3 separate regions of the Mus musculus genome follow, and all the other regions are linked to region 2. Evidence: chromatin contacts called from public HiChIP or PLAC-seq and promoter capture Hi-C data. All regions are on one chromosome and are shown on one strand. The core of a region is the stretch at or near the end of the contact, and the rest is flanking DNA. Distances in the headings are between cores, read along the strand shown.

Region 1 (3,731 bases), core at 48-2,547, 65 kb before region 2:
GCTTGGGTCTTTTGAGATGTAGGTTCCACTTCCCCAAATGTATTCCTTTGAGCCTAGAATATCTCTGGGAAAGGAGCTTGGGGATTATGTGTGTGTGTGCATATATATATATATATATATATATATATATAATTTAATATAATAATTAATATATAATATATAAAATAACTTTTGCTTATCCTCCAATATGCTTTAGGTCACCTCCAGATTATTTATAAGACTTAATACTGTGTGTAATTATTGCAGAAATAGTTGTCATAGATGAGCATGGTGGCACATGCCTTTAATCCCAGCACTTGGAAGGCAGAGGAAGTGGATCTCTGTGAGTTTAAGGCCTGACTGGTCTATGGAAAGAGTTCCAGGACAGCCAGGGCTAAAGAGAGAAACCCAGCCTTGAAAAACAAACAAGTGAACAAACAAACAAACAAACAAACAAACAAACAAAGTTGTCAGGGTGTATTGCTTAGGGAATAAGGACACCAAACAGGTACGATGTTTTCCCTTAACATTTTAGATTCTTGGTCACTTGGATATATGGATGTGGGGTGCTAGCTGGAATTAAGCAAAATAGGGCAGGGCACCCCCCACAAAAAAAACCCTACACCAAGAAAGTATACTACTACCTGAAATTCCTACCACAAAGATGGGAGTTGATAAGTTAGTGTTCTTTTTTACATAAATCACTTAATATGATCATGACTGTAAATTTCTACAGTTGTACCATACAAGAGATTCTGACATTCACATTTTCTCAAAACGATTTGTCTATATTATATTTAGTGACTTCATATGGTGGTAATGGTGGTTTGCATGTGTGTGTGTGTGTGTGTGTGTGGTGCACAAGTGCACACATGTATGCTATCATTTACTTAATCCGTCTTTACTGGCCGACAATAAGGTATTATGAATAACTCACAGAGAAATGAGACTTGTGCTTGAAGCACTAAGGAAGTGGTTGGCAGCCCGCTCTCCCGAGGCAGGCAGGAAAGAATTGTTCCCTCCTTGGGGTGCCTGGCTAATTGCTACTTTGGGTTTTCATGACCTTAGGAAAATCACCATCCGAAACAAAATACTTGTGACTTGTTTGTGTAGAAGAACCTCAGTCTGGATGCTACTCATCCTGGAGGGAGTTTCACTAGAAGGGGGACTGCATTACTCAGGTTCCCTGGAGGTGGGGGTTGGTGCCTAGACTAGGGGTGGGTTTCGGGAAAGCCCCAGGTAATCTAATCACAGAGAGGAAACTGGGCTACAGCCTCCTTCCCCACTGCATTCCAACCACCACAGGTTACCTAATGCATCATCCAGGAACTATGTCTCTTCAGTGTGTCATCTGAGGTTCAGAATGGTTCTAGTTATAGGAAGAGTCTATGTGGGCCCTTTGTTGTAAACCTGATTGACAGGTAATAGGCTGCAATGGAAGGAAGTCTTGGGTTAAATTCTTCCTACCTTTGAAATTCTGCCAAATGAACTTACTTCTTAGCAAGCAAGCAAAGGGGGTTAACCCATCTATCTGTATTGAGGCGTAGTTCTGGTAATCACCCAAATGGATATCTTTTATCATTGTTATACTTTATTATTATTAAAAGAAGATATGTGCCAGGCGTGTGCCACCACGCCTTTAATCCCAGCATTTGAGAGACAGAGGCAGGTAAGTTTCTGAGTTCGAGGCCAGCTTGGTCTACAGAGTGAGTTCCAGGATGGCCAGGGTTACACAGAGAAACACTATCTCGAGAAAAACCAAAAAAAAAAAAAAAAAAAAAAAAACTAAAACATATTAATGGTACCATGTCAAATAATCCAGGCAGCACTATCTGGACTCAGTAAGCTATTTAAAAACAATTTAAAATGTAGAGTTGGGAGGGGATGTGTTGCTCCTGGGGCCAGAAGAGTTGGGGGCAGAGGGAGTCGATATGATCAAAATATGTGTGCATGCATATGAAATTCTCAAAGAACAAATAAATAACACTAAAACTAATCCCGAAAGACTTCAGTCAAAGGTTCTTGGGGAATATCTAGCTCAAAAATTGCCCAAAGAAGGGAGGCTGCTTGCTGAGAGTTACATATAGCTAGGGAAATGTAGGGCCGGAGAATTGGTCTTTCTCAATTAAAAAATATCCTAAAATTACCCATGTGGCCATAGCATTGATCTGCTATTCCAGGTTTTACTTGATGTTCTGAATCCCCTTGGGGGATTGTTGATGACATATTCACCATCTAGGATGTGCACAGAGTCTCTGCATAGTCTGAAGAGTTCTTCTCTTCTCCAGCGGAGATGATTTCCCAGCTGTCTCCTTAAGAGCGTTGGAAGGAAGAAAAAAAAAGTTCATTTTGATAGCCCAAGTGTGGTGTCATCGGTGGGAGGAAGTAAAGCTCTGTTTCCATGGGAACAGTATAGAGTTTTCAAGTTGGTTTAAAGAATAATAATAAGCTGAATGTTAGGACTGAGACCATCCATATCCCCATGGCTTAACCACGGGGACTTAACCTGCTTTCACTAATTGTTCCAGGGAAACCAAGCCAAGGGAGAGGGTTGTAAACCAAGAAGCAGATTCATGGTGGCTTCATGGATCCATGCAAGTTACTTACCCGAGGACACTGTAGTCTCTTCTCAACAAATAGCTCACTTGCCAAGACCAGCCTCCTGCCCCATCCCTTCCTGTGCCAGTGATAAGTCACAGACTTCATTTAATCCTGACTTGTTTTCTGCCTTGAAAAGAATCTACATAAACCCCTGAGTCTAGTCCTCTAAATCCTGGGAATGTTTGTCATTGAACGCCACCCTTAGATATTCTAGAAAAAGTCTATTAAGGTAGTAGTCTTAAAGAAGTTTTAAAACAAAGCTTTATTATTACTATTACCTGCTACGGTTATTACCAGTGTTACTATTGTTATGGTGTGTGAGAGTGCACACACACTCCTGTCTCAGTTCACTTGTGGAAGTCAGAGGACAACTTTATCCTGCTAAGCCACCTCATCACCTCAGCTGAAGGCCTTTTAGCCACTGCAGGCTAAATGAGCTTACCTTTCTTTGAGCAGTGTGGCTTTTTGAAGTTATTAGTTGACAGAGTTACTGGAAGACATTTTGCATTCTCCCTCTCCTTCCCCCTCTCCCTCTCCCTCTCCCTCTCCCTTCTCCCTCTCCCTTCTCCCTCTCCCTCCCCCTCCCCCTCTCCCTCTCCCTTCTCCCTCTCCCTTCTCCCTCTCCCTCCCCCTCCCCACCCCCCCTCTCCCTCTCCTCCCTCTCTCTGTGTCTGCCTTTGTGTATGTGTGTTTATTTTTCCTTTTATTAAAATTAGATTTTTTTCTCACATAATATATCCTGATCACAGTTTCCCATCCTCTACTCCTCCAGTTCCTCCCTGGCCCCCCTCGCATTTGGATCTGCTCCAATTCTTTCTCTCCTCAGAAAACAAACAGGCTTCTAAGGGACAATAATAAAATAAGACAAAACTAACATACCTGAATTAGACAGAACCAAACCAAAAGGAAAAGAATCTAAGAGAAGGCACAAGAAACTGAGATGCACTCATTCGAACACGCAGGAATCCCATTAAAAACACTAAACAAGAAACCATAATCTATACACAAAGCACCTGGTGCACACACAAGCAGGTCATGAGTGTGCTGTCCCAGGCTGTGAGTTCAGATGAGCTTCATTTGTGTCACTTACAGGGCCTTTTTTCTTGGTGTTCTCCATCCACTATGGCTTTTACAGCCTTTCTGCTCCTTTT
Region 2 (3,513 bases), core at 613-3,112:
CCGATGGGAACTGCTTTCAAAAGTTCCGGAGGCATGGTGGCTTTTATTTATCCTCCAGAAATCCTTCTGTGGTCCAGCTTGAGCTCATTTCTGTATATTTGGACAGCTGAGAGAACTAATAGTTCCAGCCTTTTGTTGATGATAAAGGGTGATGTAGTGTCTCTCTTCCGTAGCTGCTTCTTAGGTGGAGAGGGTTGTCCTGGCAGGCTAGGAAAGCTGGAATTCCAGAGTTGCAGGCTGGGATGGGGTGGGTGTGGATGTGGAGGTGGGGGTGGGGGTATGAGTGGGGGTGGGGGACAGGGTCTGGTTTGCTGAGTGAACCTAAAGAGAGAGACAAAGAACAATTACATTGGCTTACCAGTGGCAAGGGATCTTCTGAGCAATGACAGATGGAAGCCCTGAAGTTTGCATGAACTGTTTTAAGCATATAAAAAGAGGTTAAAGGTTTAGATAGAATGACCACTGTCTGTGTTCTGCAAGGAAGTACTCATTGTAGCAAAGCAGTTAACAAAAATCTGTAAACAGTTGGAATAGACCTTTGAGCCTTAGCAAAACAAAGCTTGAAAAGTTATTAGCATAATAGGAGCATGAACATTTATTTATCTGTAATAAGACAGAGATTTCTTGTCAGGGAAGAGAACAAAAGAACAGAGGTGTTTTTTTCACAATGATAAGTGCCTTTATTTAGAAAACAACTAAAGAAAATTAACAATTTTGGGCCTGTGACTATGATGTTTTTAAAAAGTTTAGTAGCCAGTGTTTTACCAGGGCTAGATTCATCAGAACTCCACTGAGTGAACCCTGAAGTCTTCACATCGTATACCATCTTGAAAGTCTCATTTTTCACGCACCTTAAATCATTTTCACATACTTTGAATCCCTTCCTCAGACCTTGGCAAGTTGCATAAACTTTAAACTTTTTTTTTTTTTTTAAAATCTGGAAAACTCTAATACTTTGAGGCATAGGTGTTTGATTAGTGAACAAAGTCACAAAAAAGTAAGCTCTTTTGAATAAAGGAACAGCAGAGAGCAAGTTTTGAGTAACAACACGATGGCTTGAGTTTGCTCTCACACTGAAATCTGTTTTTGTGAGTTTATCTTTCTCAGCAGGAAGCCTGTCAGCGAGGCAAACGTGTCTGTGAGCTTGCCTGTCTCAGCTGGAGACCTGAGCTCTGGAAAAGGCAAGGCCTTAGGAAACGGTCTGACTAAGCAGCTGTGTCCCTGAGAAGGCAAGGCCTTAGGAAACGGTCTGACTAAGCAGCTGTGTCCCTGAGGTGAGAGGCTAAGATTTATCAGATTGCTGCTCCCAATCTGATAAAACACGCAGTCAACATCACCCCAGAGGTCTGAGGGTAAATTTGAGCAGGAAGTATAGACCAAATGGCCTCTGGGCCAATTAAGAATGACAGATTTAACTGCCACCTGAACAGTCAGTATGGTGATCTGTTGTGAGCAGAGGTGAACCGAGTTTTGCAGCCACACACACAGGGCAGCGTTAAGTCTTCAGTTAACCACAGTGGGCAGCAATCAGCCCTCAGCCACCAGACCCAGACGGTCTAAGAGATTTTCCCGTGGAACTTGGGAAAACTACCTTAGAGAGGCAGAGTAGGGCAGAATAGGATCCCACAGTGTCCACAGTTTGGGCAGGACCCAGGCCTCGGGTGAGCCTGGGGCAGTGCTTTGCTCCAGGTGAAGTCTGTGGCCGCCCATCTTCTTTCCTGTTACCAGAAGCTGGGTATTGTTGTCTATTAGGGTAAAAGTTTGACAGACTTCCTGGTAGGCACCAGATAGGGAGAGGGCCGTGGCTAGATAATGGCTAGCTTCCTCACCTATTGACTTTGACACAAAAGCTTCCAGGGGAGAATCCTTACTGAGGGACTGGCTCAACAAGGTCAAGACCTGATGAGGACATGTCACACATAGTTTCACAGTTTCATAGTTTCGGACCAATCAACGGCAAACTGACCAACCCTGAAGTGGGGGAGGAAGACTCTTCGAATGCTTTAAAACCTCAGGACTCGAGAGAAGAGACTGGGGTTTTCGGCTTCCCGAGCAACCTTTACAGAGAATCTTTTTCTCCGTGTGTCTGACGCGTGAGTGTGTTCCCCACCCTAAGTAGATGCTTGCCTTTAACTCCTACTTCTCTCTATTGCTCTTCTGAAATTTCCTGCCTTTAATTTCTTTAACTGCCAGAGAAACGGAACCCAATTAAGACCCTCTAAACTATTATTTTTAGACTGTATCACTTTCGGGACCTGTCTCCGGATTTCTTCTGAAGACGGTATAATTTTGGGACCTCATCTCCAGATCTCATTTAAGGACTACTGACTCATCAAGGTAAGAAACCCAAGGGAGATGGTGGTGGTGGTGCGGTGGAGGTGTGCTGGCCAGTCCAGTTGGCCCAACTACAAGGTGTCCAGGTGCATTGCTCAGTGTCAGTCACGATGTCACCGTCGCTTCTGGGCAGAGGTGCTCATTCGGGAGATGGCACAGAAGCAGGAAGCAGACTTCTGCGTTGGCACTCTTGGTGCCCTGCGGGGGCATTCTGACAAATGCCCTTTTATGGTGCCTGCCCACCCTCACTAGTTGTTATCCCTTGCTCTCATCACAACCTCAAACTGAGAAGAAAGGCCAGATGCAGGGGCACTCCTGTAATCCTAGCCCTCTGAGGCAGAGTGAGGTGGGTCTGTAAGTTTCAGTCAGCCTGGTCTACAGTGAGACTAGCCACCGATAAGAAATGAAGTTGTGGTCCAGATATGCCCTCCCACCCCCGGATTGGTTTCTAAGTCTTCTAAGTCTTGGTTTAACTATAAAATATGCCAGAATATTTCAGATACTTATGAATGTCCTCTTCTCTAGCAGTACACATTGAATAACCACACTGTCGATAAAAGTTTTTTAATCGTTTTTAACATCTCAATTTGTCCATGCTATTTTGTCGCAACTTAAGAGTATTCTCTTTTTTTTTTTTCCCCATGAAGTGATTTCCATTTTTACTTTGTTTGTGTTTTGCTTTTGTTTTTTGAAACAGGGTTTCTCTCTGTATAGCCCTGGCTGTCCTGGAACTCGATCTGTAGACCCAGGCTGGCCTCGAACTCAGAGATCCGCCTGCCTCTGCCTCCCCAAGTGCTGGGATTAAAGGTGTGCGGCCACCACCGCCCGGTCCACTTTTACTTTTTATATTATGAATAAGTGGTTAGAGCCACATGATCTAAAGAGTTTAGCATCTTTATTCCAAGAGGAGCCTTATTTATTTTATAAAACCATTTCTGTCAACTACTTTGTACCTAAAAGAAAAAAAAATAATCCTTAAAATGGCCACAGTTTCAAATATGGACATATTATGACATCAGGGAATTTTATATTGAGCAATTCTCCAGAAAATTACACCCTCTGTAACTAAAGTCAAGACCAAGTCAAACTAAGGCCAAGATTCACTATTGGATTGGTCAGTCTCTCAGGAAGATGATGAACCAGAGCCAGGAGCCATGTGTTTGTGTGCTTTCATTTCTG
Region 3 (3,681 bases), core at 362-2,861, 110 kb before region 2:
TCGATATTTAAAGTGTTGTAGGAGCATAAATATCCACATATACAAAATATATTATGTTGCATTCAAATATAAAATCAAATTAAACCTTTGTACTGTGTTTGAAGCCTAGTGTGTGTGTGTGTGTGTGTGTGTGTGTGGTGTGGGTCTCGTACATGCTAGGGGAACACCCCGTCACTGAGTTTCATCCGTCTTCAGCTTATTCTCTGTCTTTCTGTCTCTCTTCATGTCTCTGTATCTTTCAGCTCTCTCGATTGAATTTTCTTCCCTTCTTTCTTCTTTTTTACTTTACCAAAACAAACAAACATTTAAGTGTAAAGGTAAAATACCAGGTATTTTACTTTAGAAAAATTTCCCCCAAGAATCATTGTGTATTTTGTTTGTTTGAGACAGGGTCTTATTATGTTGCCCAGGTTGGTCTCAAATTTTTGATTCTTTGCCTCAGCCGCCTAAGTGCTGGGACTAAAGGATGCATTCCACTGTCTGGCTTTTAGTACTTCCCCCCCCCCCCCGCCCCCGACTTACTCCACTGGTGCTCTCTCTCTTTCCATCCTGCCCCACCGTGTGTGTGTGTGTGTGTGTGTGTGTGTGTGTGTGTGTGTGTGTGTGTGTGAATGCAGAAGTCTGGGGAGGATGTTGGGTATCCTGCTTTACTAAATGCTCTCTGCCTTATTCCTTTGAGATGGGGTCTTTTACTCTCCTAGTTTGGGTTACTTTTGAAATGATGAAGCACTATGACCAAAAACAAGTTAGGGAGGAAAGGGTTTATTTGACTTACACTTCTACATTGTAGTCCATACCTAGAAGAAGTCAGGACCAGAACTCAAACAAGGCTTGAACCTGGAGGCAGGAGCTGATGCAGTGGCCATGGAGGGGTGTTGCTTACTGGCTTGTTTTCCATGGTTAATTTCATGGTTAATTTCAGTCTAATTTCTTATCGAACCCAGGACCACCTGGCACTATCACAGTGGGCTGGGCCCTTCCCCGTCAATCACAGATTAAGAAAATGTCCTACAGGGGCTGGAGAAATAGCTCTCAATGGTTAGGAACACTGCCTGTTTCTCTAGAGGACCCAGGTTCAATTCTCAGCACCTACATGGGCAGTTTACAACTTGTGTATCGCAAGTACTCTTACCTACTGAGCCATCTCTCTGTCCCTTCATTGGTCTCTTACTACTCTTTATAGATGGCCAGTGACAATTGGTAGATTGGCCAGTGACAGACAAAGCTAAGTGTTAACTAAATTTCATTTTTCCCTTTTCTCTGGGTAAAAGGGAAGCTGATATCTTCTAGTCACTTTTATTGTAATGTCAAAGCTGCAAGCCTGGCTTTTGGCCAGATATGGGATAAAGTGATATGAGCCAGTTTAGGATAGATTTTTCATGGTCTTGGCTATTTCCCTTACCAATGTGACCTTGGAAGGCACAGGCAGGGAGGTACTATTTGCAAGAGAAAAGGGGCCAGATACCACCATTAGAATATTGTTCCCCTGGGGAGATATCTGAAATGTCTCAAATTACCTCCTGAGGTGCTTTGAATGAGAATAGCTCATACATTTGAATGCCTGAGCTCTAATTGGTGGAACTGTTTGAGAAGGGTTAGGGCGTGTGTCATTGGGGACACTTTAGTAGACACCATTGGTGGGAACCTTGAGATCAGGGCAGTCAGTCATGGAAAGGGATGATGGGACTCACAGGGCGCTGCCCTTTATTTCTGATCTGATGGATTCTGGGACAGAAATCACTGTATTAAATTTTGCACACTCTGTTGAGCCCACCAGACTCAAACAGATAACTCCAAACCCATGGTCACACAGTTTAATCTCAGTGGGTCACAAATAAAACAAATAGGCGTGAACATGAGCGATCTGTGAGGAGAAGGGTGACAGGGAGAAAGTAATGGGCAAGAGAGGGTGTGAGTGGTGTAGGTTAAGATTTCTCCATATCTACTCTATTGAGGGTTCTTAAATTCTTTAACCTCCCTTCTAGCTCACCAACCACGGGAAGTAGTAGAAAGGAAAGGCTAATAGGGCAAAGGGGGATGTGGGCGTGGTTAGCAATAGTTCTTTAGGGCGATTCCAGTCTGTGTTGTCAGGGCATCAGCAGTTCAGTCCACACAAATCAGCAGCCGCAGCTCGATCCACTTCAAACCACCGTGAATCGGCAACGGCAGTTCAATCCAGAAGAAGTCGCCGAGGCTCTGCCAATAGGCTGGAGTCTGAAGAAGTAGCAAGGAGCTGCCAGAATATCACGAGAAGTTCTTTGGTGCACTTCTCTCTATAAAGTCACAGCAAACAGGGATCAGCGAAGAAAGTGAGCTGAACCAATGCCCGCAACATCATCTGTGAATCAGCAAAGTCCATCAGAGATCGGCATAGAGTGGCAAGGCAAACCAATGTCTAAACATCATGGGTTCAGTCCCAGCACCCACAGGCAGCTAGCTCACAACCATTTGTAACTCTAGTTTCAGGGGATCTGATAACTTCTGACCTCCATAGGTATATATACATACCTACATACATACACGTAGTCTGGAACATATACATACACATAAAAATTAAAATGTAGGGTCATGACTTAATGGCAGAGTGCTTTCCTAACATTCACAAGGCCCTGGATTTGATCCTCAGCAGATCTTAAAAGGGAGAAATGTGCCTACAAAGGTCATGGGAAGGATTTTTATAATTATGTATTATATTTATTTCTCTATTTTGAGTGGGAGTGGGTGTATGTGTGTAGATCAGAGGAGGACTTTTGGAAGTCATTGCATTTTGGTAATTAGGCTTGATAGCAGTTGCCTTTACCTATTGAGTCATCTCGTTGGTCCTAATTATTCTTTTTTTTTTTTTTACAAGAAGTATCAAAATTAATTTTGATGCTAATTTTTAAACTTTTGGAATTTTTTTGAGAAAAAAAAATCCTTTTATTGTACTACCTGTTTAATAGAACTATTACTTTTTGTGTTTTGTGATTTCTTTCTTTTTTCTTTTTCCCTTTTGGAGACAGGCAGGCTGACTTTGAGTTTGCTATGCTCTGGTCCTCCTGCCTTCACTTTCCAGGTAAGGGGAGCTTGGGAAGGCCACACCACCACAGGGCTCTTCACTTTCCTGAGTGCTTGACTTGCAATCCGGATGTGTCTTTCCATGTTCTAACACAGCCTTCCGAAACATACTTTGAATGGCTGCATCACAGTTCCTTTAGGGGGATAAATACTTTACCTCCCTAGTCATTTATCTCACTTGAAACTCCCTGTCTTAGTCAGGGTTTCTATTCCTGGACAAAACATCATGACCAAGAAGCAAGTTGGGAAGGAAAGGGTTTATTCAGCTTACACTTCCACACTGCTGTTCATCACCAAAGGAAGTCAGGACTGGGACAAGCAGGTCAGGAAGAAGGAGCTGATTCAGAGGCCACGGAGGGATGTTCCCGGAGGGATGTTCCTTACTGGCTTGCTTCCCCTGGCTTGCTCAGCCTGCTCTCTCTCTCTTTTTTTTTTTAAAGATTTTATTTATTTATTATACATAAGTACACTGTAGCTGCCTTCAGATCTCATTATGGGTGGTTGTGAGCCACCATGTGGTTGCTGGGATTTGAACTCAGGACCTCCAGAAGAGCAGTCAGTGCTCTTAACTGCTGAGCCATCTCACCAGCCCCCAGCCTGCTCTCTTATAGAACCAAGACTACC

Evidence for each region. Promoter capture Hi-C pulls out the DNA fragments that hold promoters and counts their contacts. HiChIP or PLAC-seq counts read pairs in DNA pulled down with a chosen protein or histone mark.
Region 1: an H3K27ac HiChIP or PLAC-seq map of trophoblast stem cells shows a contact between it and region 2, with 15 read pairs. The contact joins the enhancer-like site here to the promoter of Tfpi in region 2. A contact is called at or near these places in 1 of 15 datasets of contacts at CTCF or cohesin (the NIH/3T3 cell line), 1 of 484 Hi-C or Micro-C datasets (the C2C12 cell line), 7 of 115 datasets of contacts at active chromatin or transcription factors (the NIH/3T3 cell line, bone marrow-derived macrophages, embryonic stem cells and 3 more) and 3 of 9 other capture datasets (adipose tissue, liver and pancreatic islet).
Region 3: a contact with region 2 is called in a promoter capture Hi-C map of embryonic stem cells, with 2.3 times the contacts expected there. The contact joins the enhancer-like site here to the promoter of Tfpi in region 2. A contact is called at or near these places in 5 of 39 promoter capture datasets (3T3-L1-derived adipocytes, the HPC-7 cell line, Sertoli cells and 2 more), 1 of 15 datasets of contacts at CTCF or cohesin (the NIH/3T3 cell line), 9 of 484 Hi-C or Micro-C datasets (the AML12 cell line, the C10 cell line, the HL-1 cell line and 6 more), 8 of 115 datasets of contacts at active chromatin or transcription factors (bone marrow-derived macrophages, embryonic stem cells, extraembryonic endoderm stem cells and 2 more) and 4 of 9 other capture datasets (adipose tissue, embryonic stem cells, liver and 1 more).

Annotation. Positions count from the first base shown.
Region 1 is chr2:84,536,792-84,540,522 of GRCm38.p6, reverse strand. No RefSeq gene overlaps it. Among named protein-coding and RNA genes, the nearest start is that of Gm13710, 32 kb to the right of the region's middle. Within about 2 kb of position 1,297, at least 9 of the 459 cell types and tissues checked have an H3K27ac peak or open chromatin away from gene starts, as enhancers often do. A contact at or near this core is called in bone marrow-derived macrophages and trophoblast stem cells, where this site is marked.
Region 2 is chr2:84,472,523-84,476,035 of GRCm38.p6, reverse strand. It overlaps Tfpi (tissue factor pathway inhibitor), which reads left to right and starts at 1,862. Exons shown (of 9, transcript NM_011576.1): 1 at 1,862-2,093; 2 at 2,237-2,337.
Region 3 is chr2:84,577,366-84,581,046 of GRCm38.p6, reverse strand. No RefSeq gene overlaps it. Among named protein-coding and RNA genes, the nearest start is that of Ctnnd1, 72 kb to the left of the region's middle. Within about 2 kb of position 1,611, at least 5 of the 459 cell types and tissues checked have an H3K27ac peak or open chromatin away from gene starts, as enhancers often do. A contact at or near this core is called in embryonic stem cells, where this site is marked.